Linked DNA regions of Sus scrofa: region 1 is linked to region 2. The links are chromatin contacts, called in public Hi-C maps. All regions are on one chromosome and are shown on one strand. Each heading gives the region's core, a stretch centred on a gene start, on an enhancer-like site or on the middle of the called end of the contact. The rest is flanking DNA. Distances are from core to core; before and after follow the strand shown. Region 1 holds the start of CHRNB1 (acetylcholine receptor subunit beta). Region 2 holds the start of ELP5 (elongator complex protein 5).

Region 1 (6,387 bases), core at 909-3,408, 140 kb before region 2:
GGATGGAGCGGGGAGTCACTAGAGCGGCCAGAGGTCTAGGTCAGGGCTGGAGGAGGGGGGAAGGTCACAGGGTAGATAAGAGATCAGAGGATCTGGGGCACCTGGGAGATAGGGACCACCAGGGGCGGTGACAAAGAAGCAGGGTCACAGAGGAATCGGAAGGTTATTTGAAGAGCCCATGGACAAAGGAAGGGGTCCCTGAGGAAGAATGGAAGTCAATGAAAGTGAACGGAGAAGAGGAAACTAACAGAAAATCAGGAGGGCAAGAGCGACGTGAGGGTCCTCAGGGATATTGGAGGAGGGATGGGAGTCTGGGGAGTCAGGCTGTCAGAGAAAAAGCAGGCTTTCTCGGAGTGCCTTGAGCTTGCCAGGCAGAGCCCGGAGACCTGGATGCTGCAGCTGCTTCGATAGATGCCCGGGGGCCGCCAGCGCACGGAGCCGTCGGAGGACACCACGACGTTGATGTCCAGAGCCACGTCAAAATTTCCGTCATTGCTGCAAGGAAAGAATCTTCACATCTGAAACCTGGCCCTGCCGGGCCTCCCAGACTTGGGAAACGTCTTACTTGTTGAGGAGCACCACGTCTGGTAGCCACACGGAGCCAGCGGTGATGCGGAGTGAATCGATGCCCTCGTGCTCCGCAGGGTCCCAGCTCAGCCTGTAGTCAGTCCACTCCTAAGGAAGCAGAGGCTGAGGGGCTGTCTGGGGCTGGAGGCTGGGGGGAGCCTTGGAATGTGCGAAGGACGCCCGAGAAGGGAGGGCCAGGGAGGGGAGCAGCGCAGGCATGGTTCTACAGGCCCGGGGCTCTGATGCTGGCTCCACCTGCACTCTTTGGGACCCTGTCTGTTGCTTTTCCCTTCCCTCTCATTGGGCCCCAATTTTTCATTCTGTAAATGTGATGGAGTTGCCCTGGCTCGCCTCCAACACAGTGGTTTTCAAACTGCATTAGCGGCCCTTGAATGGGTTGGGAGTAAAAGGACCCCAAAGCAGGGTTAAAAAATAAAATAATGAAAAAATGCATGGAGTGCACCGCCCGTCATACAAATAGGTATTGTTTCCTGAAACTTCATTTTCAGGTATAAATGTGATGCAAAAAATGTTCTCACTGGCGGGGAGATTCGAGGAAATTGTAAAGGCAGCAGGACACCCTCTCCCACCCTACGGGATGTCCGTACCAAATCTAAGTAGACCTTCGTGCTCATCTCCTCATCCTTCTCGTTCTAGAAGGGAAAAGTTTAAAGGGTAGATGTGATGTATTTGCAGAGAAATAAGGGGCTCAGTGGGTCAAACTCCCCCTGGAAACTCCCTCTTTTTCTGAATCCCACCCTCTTGGGTCCAAGGCCCGCCTCCCATAAGCTGTGTTAGTTTAGGCCCCGCCTCTATCTCGCGGACTTCCTGTGGTCCTACCGCCAGCCAGTTCACCTACCAGTTCTCACACCCGCCGGCCTGAGTCTCCCCCCGCTGTTGTTTATGGACCCTGTCCGGCACAAGCTCCGCCCCAGCCTGTGACCCCGCCTCAAGGTCCGCCCTCTGGCCCGTCCCTCGGCCCGAGCTCCGGGATCACCACCCTACCGGCTCTACCCCGACCCTTCCTGCAGCCACGCCCACAGCTTGTCCATTGGTCCGATTTCAACCCAATCGCCGCTAAGGGCCAGTCCGTCTCCCAGCCTGGCCTCGCCCCAGGCCCCGCCCCCAGCCATCCTTGGATTCCCACCCCGCCTAAAGCCACGCCCCCCAGCCGGCCAGTGGGCCAGACCTCAACTCCCCGCGTGCGCCCTCACCAGGCTGATGAGTTGCGCCAGGCTGAGACCAATGCTGACCCCGACGCGGTCTCCCACCTCCCGCGCCGGGCGCACGGAGCTATCATAGCCCGAGAAAAGTTTCTCGCGGAGTCGGCCCTCCGCCTCCGAGCCGAGGGCTCCTGGAGGAGGAGAGCACGAAGTGAGGCCTTGGTACCGGGCCACGACCTCTGGCCCTGTCACTGCCCCTCTGAGGCCCAGACTTACCCGGGGCAAGCGGCGCCCCCACCGCCCCCAGCAGCAGCACCAGAAGCGCCCCTGGGGTCATAGCCAGCCCGCCTTACTCAGTGAGTTCGCTGGATGAGCCGCTGAGACAACCAGTGCAGGGGAAGTGACGAGGCGCCCAGGAATGTGCACCTGTTATTGGGGGGGCAGCCGCCAGCCCACCCGCCCCGCCCCTGGGACTTGATCTCTCCCGAGCAACTGCCAATGCCTGCCACCTACAGATGACAGACAACACTTCAGTTGTATAAATCGTCTTTAATCTTTAATTGAGAAAGCATGGAGTGGAGACCCGGTCCCTGGGGAGCAGAGCCAGGAGATGGGTGGAGCCTGAGCGGGGTTCTGTGTGGGTGAGGGGAGCATCCACCCCTCTTGCAACAAGCCAGAAGTAGAAAGAGCCTGAGGAAAAGTGACCTGCCTCTGAGCCCCAGGCCCTCCCTTTAGCGCCCCCTCAGTCTTCCTTGCCCAGGTCTGAAGTTACTCAGAGCCTCCCTCCTAGTTCTCTGCTGACCTCTGATCTTTTTCAGGCCTGCCCTTAGGTCTCCATATTTTTCAGAAAAATCTAGTCAGGCCCTTTCTGGGTACCCAAAACCCAGCTGAGATTATAGGCTGTAAAATAAAGCAAGTTCTACTCAGAAGAAGCTCTGGGATGTATGAGGTCTAGAGAAGAGGCCCTCACCCTCCCTCCGTGGCCTGACCTGTAGGGGCAAGGGATGGGACTTATTGCTGAACTGGTATCACTTCATTGCTGTGGCAAAGGGGGGTGTGGCTATGTTCCATCTGTCTTTTTTTTTTTTTTTTTTTTTTTTTGGCTGTACCCGCGGCATATGGAAGTTCCCGGCCTAGGGGTTGAATTGGAGCTGCAGCTGCCAGCCTACGCCACAGCCACAGCAATTCAGGATCCAAGCTGCATCTGTGACCTACACTGCAGCTTGCAGCAATGCCGGATCCTCAACCCACTGAGTGAGGCCAGGGATCAAACCTGAATCCTCATGGATACTAGGCGGGTTCTTAGGCTCTGAGCCACAACGGGAACTCCTCTCATTTGTTTTTTGGTTGTTTTTTTTTTTTTTTTTTTTTGTCTTTTGTCTTTTGAGGGCTGCGCCCACGGCACATGGAGGTTCCCAGGCTAGGGGTCGAATCGGAGCTGTAGCTGCCGGCCTACACCAGAGCCACAGCAACGCAGGATCCGTGTGCCGTGTCTACGACCCACACCACAGCTCAGGGCAATGCCGGATCCTTAACCCACTGAGCAAGGCCAGGGATCGAACCCCCAACCTCATGGTTACTAGTTGGGTTCGTTAACCACTGGGCCACAACGGGAACTCCTCATTTGTCTTTTTTATTCTAGACCAGTTACCCTAAAGACCTCAGCTTTAAAAGGGACCTGGAAGGAATTCCTGCTGAGGTAGCTAAGTGTTCACATCCCCATAACCCAGGCACAGGTCCAATCATGCATGGTTCTGGCCCCTTCCCCATCCTAGCTTCCCTACTATGAGCCAGGGATCCTTCCAAAACTCCTCTGCCCTTCCTCAGACTCTGTCTCCCTGGCAGGACCCCAGCTGAGTTGCAGGAGCTAAAAACTGCATGTAAAAATAAGGTTAGCATTCTAGAGGAAGAAGATTTTTAAAAAATTATCTAGGAAAAACAAGAAATGGTTCTTGATTTATCCAGAACTTCGTTCTTTGTGAATCATAGCTGGGTCCTTTCCAGAGCTCATCCTTAACAGGCATCACTAGAGAAGGGGAGAGGGTGGGCCTAGAACTTATTTTAAAGCAATAACATGGCTATAGAGGCCTCAGTTCCATCACAGCGGGAAGGGCTGAGAGTCGTGGTCTATGTCCTAGAGCTGAGATTCAGAAGGAAGTATGGCTCCATATGTGTCTAGAACACATGCTCTGGAATTGGGTGTCTCTGGGATAAGAAAGTTAAACCTATGGTGATCTGAGACTGGTCCCAGTGCAGGCCAAGGCCAACAGCTGGACAGGGCTTAAATCCAGCCTCTCTCTACTTGGAAACCAGGGGTCCATCTGGGTCAAGGATAGAAGCATGATGGATCCAGAACAGAGCCTGGCAGCATGCCTGTGTTCCAGCACAGAGCCTGAGTGCAGAAATGGCCCTGGCTGGGGAGCCTGAATATTCCAGAACCGGTCCAGAACAAGGCAGAAGGTGGAGTAGGGCAAGAAGGAAAGGAATCCTGAGCTCCAGTGGACCTAAAAATCTATGGCTCAGTAGCAATGGAACGGGCAAAGGGCTCCAGGAAGTGGCCAAGCCCATAGTGGGGAGGATTTATGCCCTGGTTCTGTCAGTTTGGGAACCCCCAGTGCCATCTTGGGGGAAGGCTTTGGATGGTGTGGGTGTGGGAGGAAAGAACGGATCAGCCAGGACCATTTTCAGACAATCCCCTCTCTGAGCCCCCTCCCAGATCCCAGGATCTAAGAGTCTTGGCGGCTCCGGAAGTCAGAGCCAGCCCCTGGGCTCCCTCAGATTAGAGCACCTGGTGGGACCTGGCTGCTGAGGGCATGAGTGTGGCAGCAGGGGTGAGAGCAGGGCCAGGAGCAGGGCTGGGGTGGTGGCTGGCTGGCTCGGTGTGAGTGCAGGGAGCCTCCAGTCCAGGGACTACATTTCAGGGGGCAGGGGGACTGGAAGGGGAGGTCTCAGGGACACTGTGGAGAGAAGGCTCCCGGTACATGGCCACTGTGAAGGGGAGAGAGAGGAGCAGGAAGGAGAGTTAGGTGCTGAGAGACCTCTGAAAGGGCTCCCTTCCCCTATACTCATCCTCTGGGAACCCCAGCCCACACCAGACAGCTCCCCAAACCCCCAAAGGCCAAAGCCTTCCTGACTTGATGTGTCCTAACAGGTGTCCTCTTCAAACACGTACAGCCCCTGAACTGCAGCGGGGGGGTGGGGGGAGGGGGTGTCACTGCACGTCCATGTCAAGGTCAATGCCCTCCCATGTGGCCCACCTCTTCCTGCAGGGTCCGTACTCACCTTCCAGGAGCTTGGGCACAAAGTGGGCGGCTGCCTTGGTCTTCTTGACTCGATTGCCTTTCATGACTCGGCCCTCTTTGTCCAGGCCCAGGTACCAGGCCCGGCCAGAACGGCGCTGGCGGTAGAGAGCAGAGGCGTACAGGACATAGTAATTCTCAAAGACGCACTCCTTAAAGCGACACTCAGCTGTGAAATGTGGCTGAGGAGACAAAGACCCAGAAAGGCACACACGGACAGAGAGACAAAGACACATCACTGCACAGAAGGAGCCCTGGGAAGAACAAGCCAGGATATAGTTGGTACATGTCAGGCTGGGAGGGCCGACTGCTGAGTCCATGCAGGAACTGGGAGGAAGGGCAGACAAGGGAGAGCCTGGTCCGCCCCGGATGGCTGGGAACTCTAGACTTCTGGGGGCCTGGAATCAGAAGAGAGTGTGTCTCTCTTCTACTCCCAGCCTCTCTCCAGCCAGAGGACCTGGAGGGAATTCCTACTTGGAGGCATTCCTGAATTCCTCCCCAATAATCAGAATGCCTCTGGGGAAGGAAGAACCAGGTCGAGGGGAGGCAGGTTGGGACACGGGGGTCCTGAAAGGTCAACAGAGTTGGACATTCAAAGAGCCTGGGGGTATCGGGGGAGCTGTTCAAGAAAAGGAACCAACCGGAAGGACCCTGGAGGAGATGCCCGGGTGGAGGCAGTGAGGACAGGGCGTCAGCAAGAGCTGGAGGGAGTGGAAACTCTGAGCTGCAAAGTATCTGGCGTTGAGAAGGCGGTAGCTAGGACGGTCCCCAAACCCCAGGCCACTCAGCCTCCTTGTCTCACCGAGCTGTAGAGAAGCCCCTCAGCATTCATGGCCATGTAGTGACCCAGCTTGGCACTCTGAATGGTGACCACACGGAGCCCCACGGGGATCAAGTTGAAGTGGGCTGAGGGTGGAGAGAGTGGGCATCAGTACCTAGGGGCCCCCAGCCCCCCTCTGAGCCCCGCTTCCGGGTCCAGTTCCACTTCCTCCCCTGGGGCGGGGGGGGGGGGGAAGGGGGGGGAAGAGCCGGACTAAAAAGAACAGAACCTGAAGCAGGCATAGGATTTGGCATCGCCAGGCCCGCACTCCCCCATCCCGCCCAGCAGCCGGCTTCCCTTCTTACTGAAAGAGCTGGTGTCCTCTGGGGTGCCCTGGATGCTCCCGTCGGGATTCGCCTGGAGGTAGAACCCCTGGCGGCAGAACAGTTTGGTGACGATGCCTTTGAGCTGAGGCTCTGGAGGGAGAGACATGCATCTTGGAACATGACATCTCTGTTCCCAGAAAGATGCCTACACTTGGCGGGATCGGAGGAGAGCGAGAAAGCACAGAGGGAAGGAAGAGGGTCCCAGGGCCCCA
Region 2 (6,505 bases), core at 1,582-4,081:
GGGTCTCTGAAGAGATCATGGTAAATCAGCCTGCAAGGAGAAAATAAGAGACATGTTTACACTGCCCCTTCCTCGAACCTCCGACTTCAGCTTCCGATCTCTGTGGCTCTGTTTTCTCCACTGTCACTAAGAGTCTCAACATTAGTGAAAACTTTTTACTAAGAGGTAGCATACAGTGATTGAGAGCACAGACTCTGGGAGTGAGACAGCCTTGAGCTCCAAGCTTGGGTCTGCTACTTGCCCAAGGTCCTCTGATACGTTACTTCATCCCACTAGGACTTAGTTTCTTCTTTTGTAAAATGGAAATACCTCCTGACATCGAGCACAAGGCTTGACACATACTAATGCTTGATAGATGTTAGCTATCACCTTTATCCAATATTTCCTGAGTGGTGCCTAAAGTGTATCACTCTCTGGATGGATAAAGGGAAAGGACCCAAGACAGAGTTTCTACTTACACAGTAACGGCTTAGAAAAGATCCGGAATCTTCTGTGGTACTAACTACAAATAAAAGCACTGCAGGAAAAGAGACTGGCATGGACCAGAAACCCTCGGGAACTTCCTGGTGGCAGAACTTGTTCCCAGACCCCTCCTTCCCACCTTCGGCTTCTCTGCGGATGCCATCCTAACATCCAGCTCTACTACAACAGCTGATACAAAATTAAGGCAGGCTCAACAGACAAATGTAAACTACCCGCTTCCACTTAGCTAAGCAGACCAGGAAGAAATCTTTCCTAACCAGCCAGTGTAGGTGGATTCAGGGACCTCCCGACCTGGGTGCTTTCCCCTACCCCACATCAGTCTTTTAAGTCCTGGAAAGTCCCTGAAGTCCTTTTACATTTGTCCCAAACGCTCCATCCCTACTGCCACTGCCTTAAACCAGGCCTATGTCACCTCCTACCAGTATTCTTCAAGCTTCACTGGAACAGGAATTGCGTCTGCTTTGTTCACTGCTCCAACTGGTTCATGTATCCATCTGACTGACCCTGAATTGCTGCCAGCAGCCTTCCCGCCTGGCTTCCCTGTGCCCAGACTGTCTGCTCCCAACCATTCTCCACACTGGGGTCACCGGAAGAGTCTTTCTAACAGGTATGATGTGATCACTCTCCTCCCAAATTTTCAAATGACCACCCCCCTCACTGCCTTGAGGATAACTCTTCTCGCGCTCTAAGATCTTTTAGCATCAGGTACCTCTGTGCGACCTCAGAAAGCTCTCCCATCTCCCATGTATGCCTTCCGTACCTCCCTAATTCTGCATAAACTTCCGCCTGAAGGACAAATCCCTATGTACCCTGCAGTTCGTGCTGATCCAAGTTTGGAATCTATGTATGGTCCACCAGATTCTCAGTAACTCAAAAGGCAGAACATGTTTTTTCTTATCCTCCAGTCCAGCCTCTGGTGCTAACCTGTCCTTGTCGGCTTTTTATTATTCTATTTCTCTCATCTTCTATGATCTCCAGATGCCATTCTTTCTCTCTCTCTCTCTCTCTCTCTTTTTTTTTTTGGTCTTTCTGCCTTTTTCTAGGGCTGCTCCCTTGGCATGTGGAGGTTCCCCAGGCTAGGGGTCTAATCGGAGCTGTAGCCGCTGGCCTACACCACAGCCACAGCAATGTGGGATCTGAGCCGCGCCTGCAAACTACACCACAGTTCACGGCAACGCCGGGTCCTTAACCCACTGAGCAAGGCCAGGGATCGAACCCGTAACCTCATGGTTCCCAGTCAGATTCATTAACCACTGAGCCACGACGGGAACTCCCAGATACCATTCCTCTTACTAATTCCCATCTCCTGAAAAAACCCACATCCATCCATTCAATAAATATTTTAAGTAGCAACTACTACATACTGGTGCTGAAAGGGACGTTCCTCAGCAAAAGAGGTTCCAAATCCAATTAAATCAAAACCCTCCCAATGGTACCTACCGTCTGTTGACGTCGGAGTCAAAACCTTCACGAAACTCTTCTTCGCTCACTTCACAGCCCAGGATGTGGACTTGCTCTCCACTGAGCAGAGATAAGGGGGAGCGTCAAAGAGTGGAGCCCACGCTCCCTTTCCGGGGAGGACAGCGAGACTCTGCGAGATACTCACCGCAGTGCAGATTTCTTGATAAGTGCCTTCAGGAGACTGCGCCCCTCCCACTCTACGGAGTCTGGGGAGAGCGAGGGACGATAAGCAACCGGAGAACACTGAGGTTTCCAGCATTCAAGAACCAGTCGCGCCCTCCACCCCTGGCTGTGACCCACGGTCTTTCCTCTCCACTTCCGCCCCTTGTGCCCTACTCGGAAGGCCCTGTCCCTGTGATCCTCACCCCGCAGGAGCACCAGGCCACCAAAAGCCAACAGCGACTCCAACATTTCCAACACGCGTCCCGACCCTCTTCAGACGCCCTCTGATGGCGTCACGCTCCACCGCCCCGCCCCCTATAAACGAAGGGGGCGGGGCACCCACGATCCCTCCGATCCCTCTCAAGGCTAAGACCAGGCATACTCTGGAGAGGTGATTAGGTTCATTATTTCGGGGGCACTGACGCAGAGCGGCCCCTCCTGAGCCCTGGTGCACAGATGTAGGGACGAGGCCCCTCTCTACATTTTTACCGTGACCAGGGCAGGAAGAGCCGTTGGGGCAGTTGTTTGTGGGAGGGGGAGGTGGCCGCAGGAGCAGGTCCCGCCGTCAGAGTCTCGGGGGCAAGTGACGACACCCTGCCCCGCCCCCGCCCTCCGAGGCGGGCCGGCTTTGCTCCAGGCCCCGCCCCATTGCCACCCTCTGCGCATGCGCCTACTGGAGCCTTGTTGGGGGCACCTCCGCTTCCTTTATTCCCACCCCTACAGACCGAGCCCGGAGAACTTCGGTCCCGGTGAAGCGAATACACGTCACCACCGGAAGTAGTGTCAGAGGGGAAGAGGAGGGGGGAAGAAAGGAGGAGGGAGCCCTTTGGGCGGTAAAATGGCGCCTGTCAGAGTGGGAAATCCAGCTGCAGAGGCTGCAGCCCCTCTCCCCAGCGGCTGAGGCACCCCCGATCTCGGGGAGGGGGAGGCCGCTCCGGTCCAGCAATCCGCGCGCTTCGGCTCCCCCTCCCCTCCTTCCCTGCTCTCTCGCTCAGCCCACCCGTTCGCCGCCGCTGGCGCGGCCCTTCGCGCGCCGCTGCCCCCGCCCGCCCCTTTCCCGCGGGCAGCCCCCTAGCGCGCGTGCGCAGCGGGCCACCCTCCGCTTCCCTCTTCCCCTCCCCCTTCCTTCTCCCTCCCTCCCTTCTCCCTAGCCCCCTCCCCCACAGCCCCCTCCCCCAATTCTCCATCCCTTCCCTCCTGGTCTCGGAGGACCCCGTCGTGGCCCAACCTGTCTCGGCCCGCAACCTCCGCGAAGCCGTCGGTGTCACTCCCCGCCCATGTGGGCCCCCGCGGGCTGCCCACGCCTGTCCCCCAGCTCCCCGTTCTGCTGGGCTTTCCCCTCGTCGGGGGTGGCTTTTTGAGCCGCCCGCTCCCTGCCCCTCTCTGCAGCCTCTCCTGCCACTCGGGGCCCCCGTTCCCCCTCCCGGTGGCGGGGGGCTGCCCCCGGGGGGCTGGCGGAGCTGGGCCGCGGGGGCCCCGGGGCCGGCGGTGCCGGGGTCATCGGGATGATGCGGACGCAGTGTCTGCTGGGGCTGCGCACGTTCGTGGCCTTCGCCGCCAAGCTCTGGAGCTTCTTCATTTACCTTTTGCGGAGGCAGATCCGCACGGTGAGCCTGGGTGGGCGCTGGTGGTGGTGGGGACCTCTGTGTCAGCTGTGTTCTGGGGTTTTCGGAAAGTGTCGGGCCTGTGATTGGGCCTAGGAACCGAGTCCTGGCGGCGGCTTCTCCCGCTAGAGAATTAGAGCACCCATAGCTGGGCTTAGGGTGGGATGGGCCGAAGGAAGAAGACCCTTGTAGCAGAACAGACGTGAGGAGTGTGGGGGCGCGGTGGGGGGGGCTCGACGAGAACAGGGTTTGGCAATTCTTGGGGGATAGGGTGGTGGGTGGGGCGCTCTTTAAGAAAGCTGGAGCTGTTGCTAAAGAAACCGAGAGGCGGGGAACACCTGTTTGATGGCAGCAGATCTGTTGATGTGGGCTTGTTAGAGACCCTCCTATTATTTGAAACCTCCGTGTGTGTTTGATCTTAGAACCGGGGAGAGACAGGCTCGTGTGCCAAGGGTGTGGGGGTGGGTGGGAAGGCATATGTGACAAACAAGGATGGGAACTTGGGAAAAGCCCTGGATATGAAGGAGAAGCCCAAATGAAGGGAATTCCTGTCCCCAAAGATCCTGAAAACTCATTTCATAGTGTGGATGTGAATATTTGGATTTATTAAGACCCTGGGACTTAAAAAAGAGGCGTTTGTGATGGGCATCTTTGGTTGTGGAAGGGGGCACAGTAAAGCTTGGGTGTGCCTGTCAGCAGCCGGTGCCCGTCCGTTGGAAGGCTTGAATCTGAGGGCACGCTTGTGTCTCCAGGAGACCCCAGCATTGTGGAGGATACTGTGGGGAGTGTACGCGAGTATCTCCAAGGTCAAAGCTCCTTAGGCCAACATCATTTGATAAATGTGCTCCGTGTTCTCACCACCGCGGCGGGGAGAGTCCTCTGAAGGAGATGGGGGAGGATTCAGCGAGCTGAGATGCAGCGCATCTGTACTCCGGCACAGCTCCGTAAAGCTTGAGGAGTTAAAACCAAGTAGGGCCTGCCCAGGTCAAGGGATTTCTAGAAAGCCCTGAGTGGTCGTGGTGGTTGACTTCTGGTTTGGGGAAATGGGCCTGGCCTTGCATTCAGTGTCTTCTTTATCAGTCCGGTCGTTCCACTTGCTGATTTGGGGTGAGGATTGTTCTGGGTGTTCATGGTTGTCAGCAGGCCCCTTCCCCGAGACAAGGGTCGGAAGCCACAAAGAGTTTGGGGTCAGAGATGCTGAGACGTGTGTGCGGCTAGCCCCTGGGCCTTTCCTGGCACGTTAGCTCTGGTCCTCTCTGCCTGGCTTTGCTGGGAGCATCCCTTCTTCCCTTGAGACATCAGCTTTCTTTTCTGGATGCAGGGACGGGCTCCAGCCCAGGCAGAGACTGGTGCCCCGAAGACTCGCTCTCCTCTGGGCAGTACCGACCCCACAGCCTTTTGTCTTCCCTTTCTTCCTTTCCAATCCTGTTTCTCCCCCCCACCCCCTTTCTGGCAGATGCTTCCAGCATTCCCTACATGCCCAGCATGTGCAACCCGAGATAGCAGGCGGGACACCGGAGCTGCTGCGGCCCTCATGGTGGCCCTGGGAGAAAGGAAGGGCAGATGCCTTTGGGATTAGGGGGACAGAGCCCCTGGGTGTGCAAGTGGGGAGCCTGGTTTTGGTGAGGCTTCAGGCCTAGGGGTGGACTGTCGCGCATTTGTCTCTGCCTAAAAGAAAAGAGCAGAGGAGGGAATCTCCAGGCTTTGCAAGGGAGAGATCTGAGTGCTGGAACTAGGAGCCTCTAGAGAAGGCTTGGAGAAGCTGGAAGGCCACCCTGGTGACACCCTTGTGCCTTTCTCACCTCCCACTCACATCCCTGACTGCTCCCTGGCCTTCTTGATACTCTCTCAGTCGGCTTGGCAAGTGGGGCTTTCCAGTGTTCTCTGCCTTGCCCTGGGTACCAGGATAAGGAGGCCGTTCAGAGGGCTGAGGTTCTCTGCAACTTGTGACTTGGCTCGTAGAGGCAGGAAAGGACAGGTGGATGGTTAAAATAGGCCTGGTGGCTCCCAGCCAGAGGAACTTAGCTGACCTGACAACCCCTGGATTCCCTCATCCCCCGTTCCCCTTAGTGACCCAAGAACCTCCCCTTCTGACTCCTGCCCCCTCTCCACCAAGGAGTCTGAGGCTCTCAGCTCCCAACAGGAGGTGACAGGAGTTGTCGCAAGGAATTCTTGCAGCGGAGGGGGCGAGGGCCATGCATTTCTTTGTTCCACGTCACAGGCTGATATTAACAGTTAAGAGGGCAGGGTCTAGGGTCGGCCTGCACAGGTACAACGCGGGTTCCACCACTGCACTGTTTCTCATGTTAGCTGAGCACCCCTGCCGTAGGGGTCTAGGAACACAGCCACAATGCAGACAAAACCCATGCTTTCATGGAGTCTTCGTGAAATTGGAGGAGCAAACAACTGAAGGTAGTTCCTGGCTGTGTAGTCGGAGGCAGGGTATTTAACTTCTCCCAGCCTTGGTTTCTTCATCCTTAAAATGGAGACGGCGTTGTTGTTGTTGTTAGGTTGCTTTGAGATTTAAATAACATGGCCCTAAATTACACGATGGCCAGCGGATGGTAAATGTTCAACACGTGCTGCCTCTGGTCACTGTCCTTGTCAAGGCTTCTAACTCTCTCTCTTGATGTTCCCAGGTAATTCAGTACCAAACCGTTCGATATGATATCCTTCCCTTATCTCCCGTGTCCCGAAATCGGCTAAGTGAGTAGGCCGGCTGGGAAGGACCCGAGGCGAGGGAGGGTTCCAGGTCTTTGCTGGAGGTTGGTCGGTGTCATCCCTTGCTGTTGTGG

Evidence for each region. Hi-C and Micro-C count contacts between places; a contact is called where the count stands out from the background.
Region 1: a Hi-C map of skeletal muscle shows a contact between it and region 2, with 3 times the contacts expected there. The contact joins the promoter of CHRNB1 here to the promoter of ELP5 in region 2. A contact is called at or near these places in 3 of 47 Hi-C or Micro-C datasets (embryonic fibroblasts, liver and skeletal muscle) and 1 of 2 datasets of contacts at active chromatin or transcription factors (alveolar macrophages).

What each region holds. Positions count from the first base shown.
Region 1 is chr12:52,745,204-52,751,590 of Sscrofa11.1, reverse strand. It overlaps CHRNB1 (acetylcholine receptor subunit beta), which reads right to left and starts at 2,158. Exons shown (of 12, transcript XR_001300014.2): 1 at 2,007-2,158; 2 at 1,782-1,921; 3 at 1,176-1,220; 4 at 566-675; 5 at 387-495. It overlaps TMEM102 (transmembrane protein 102), which reads right to left. Exons shown (of 9, transcript XM_021067827.1): 6 at 6,155-6,265; 7 at 5,832-5,935; 8 at 5,013-5,127; 9 at 2,265-4,718. It overlaps FGF11 (fibroblast growth factor 11), which reads right to left. Exons shown (of 5, transcript XM_013981311.2): 2 at 6,155-6,265; 3 at 5,832-5,935; 4 at 5,013-5,211; 5 at 2,260-4,718. The coding sequence ends at 4,648.
Region 2 is chr12:52,602,466-52,608,970 of Sscrofa11.1, reverse strand. ELP5 (elongator complex protein 5) reads right to left here and starts at 2,831. Exons shown (of 8, transcript XM_003131929.4): 1 at 2,310-2,831; 2 at 2,090-2,150; 3 at 1,924-2,004; 4 at 1-30. The coding sequence starts at 2,355.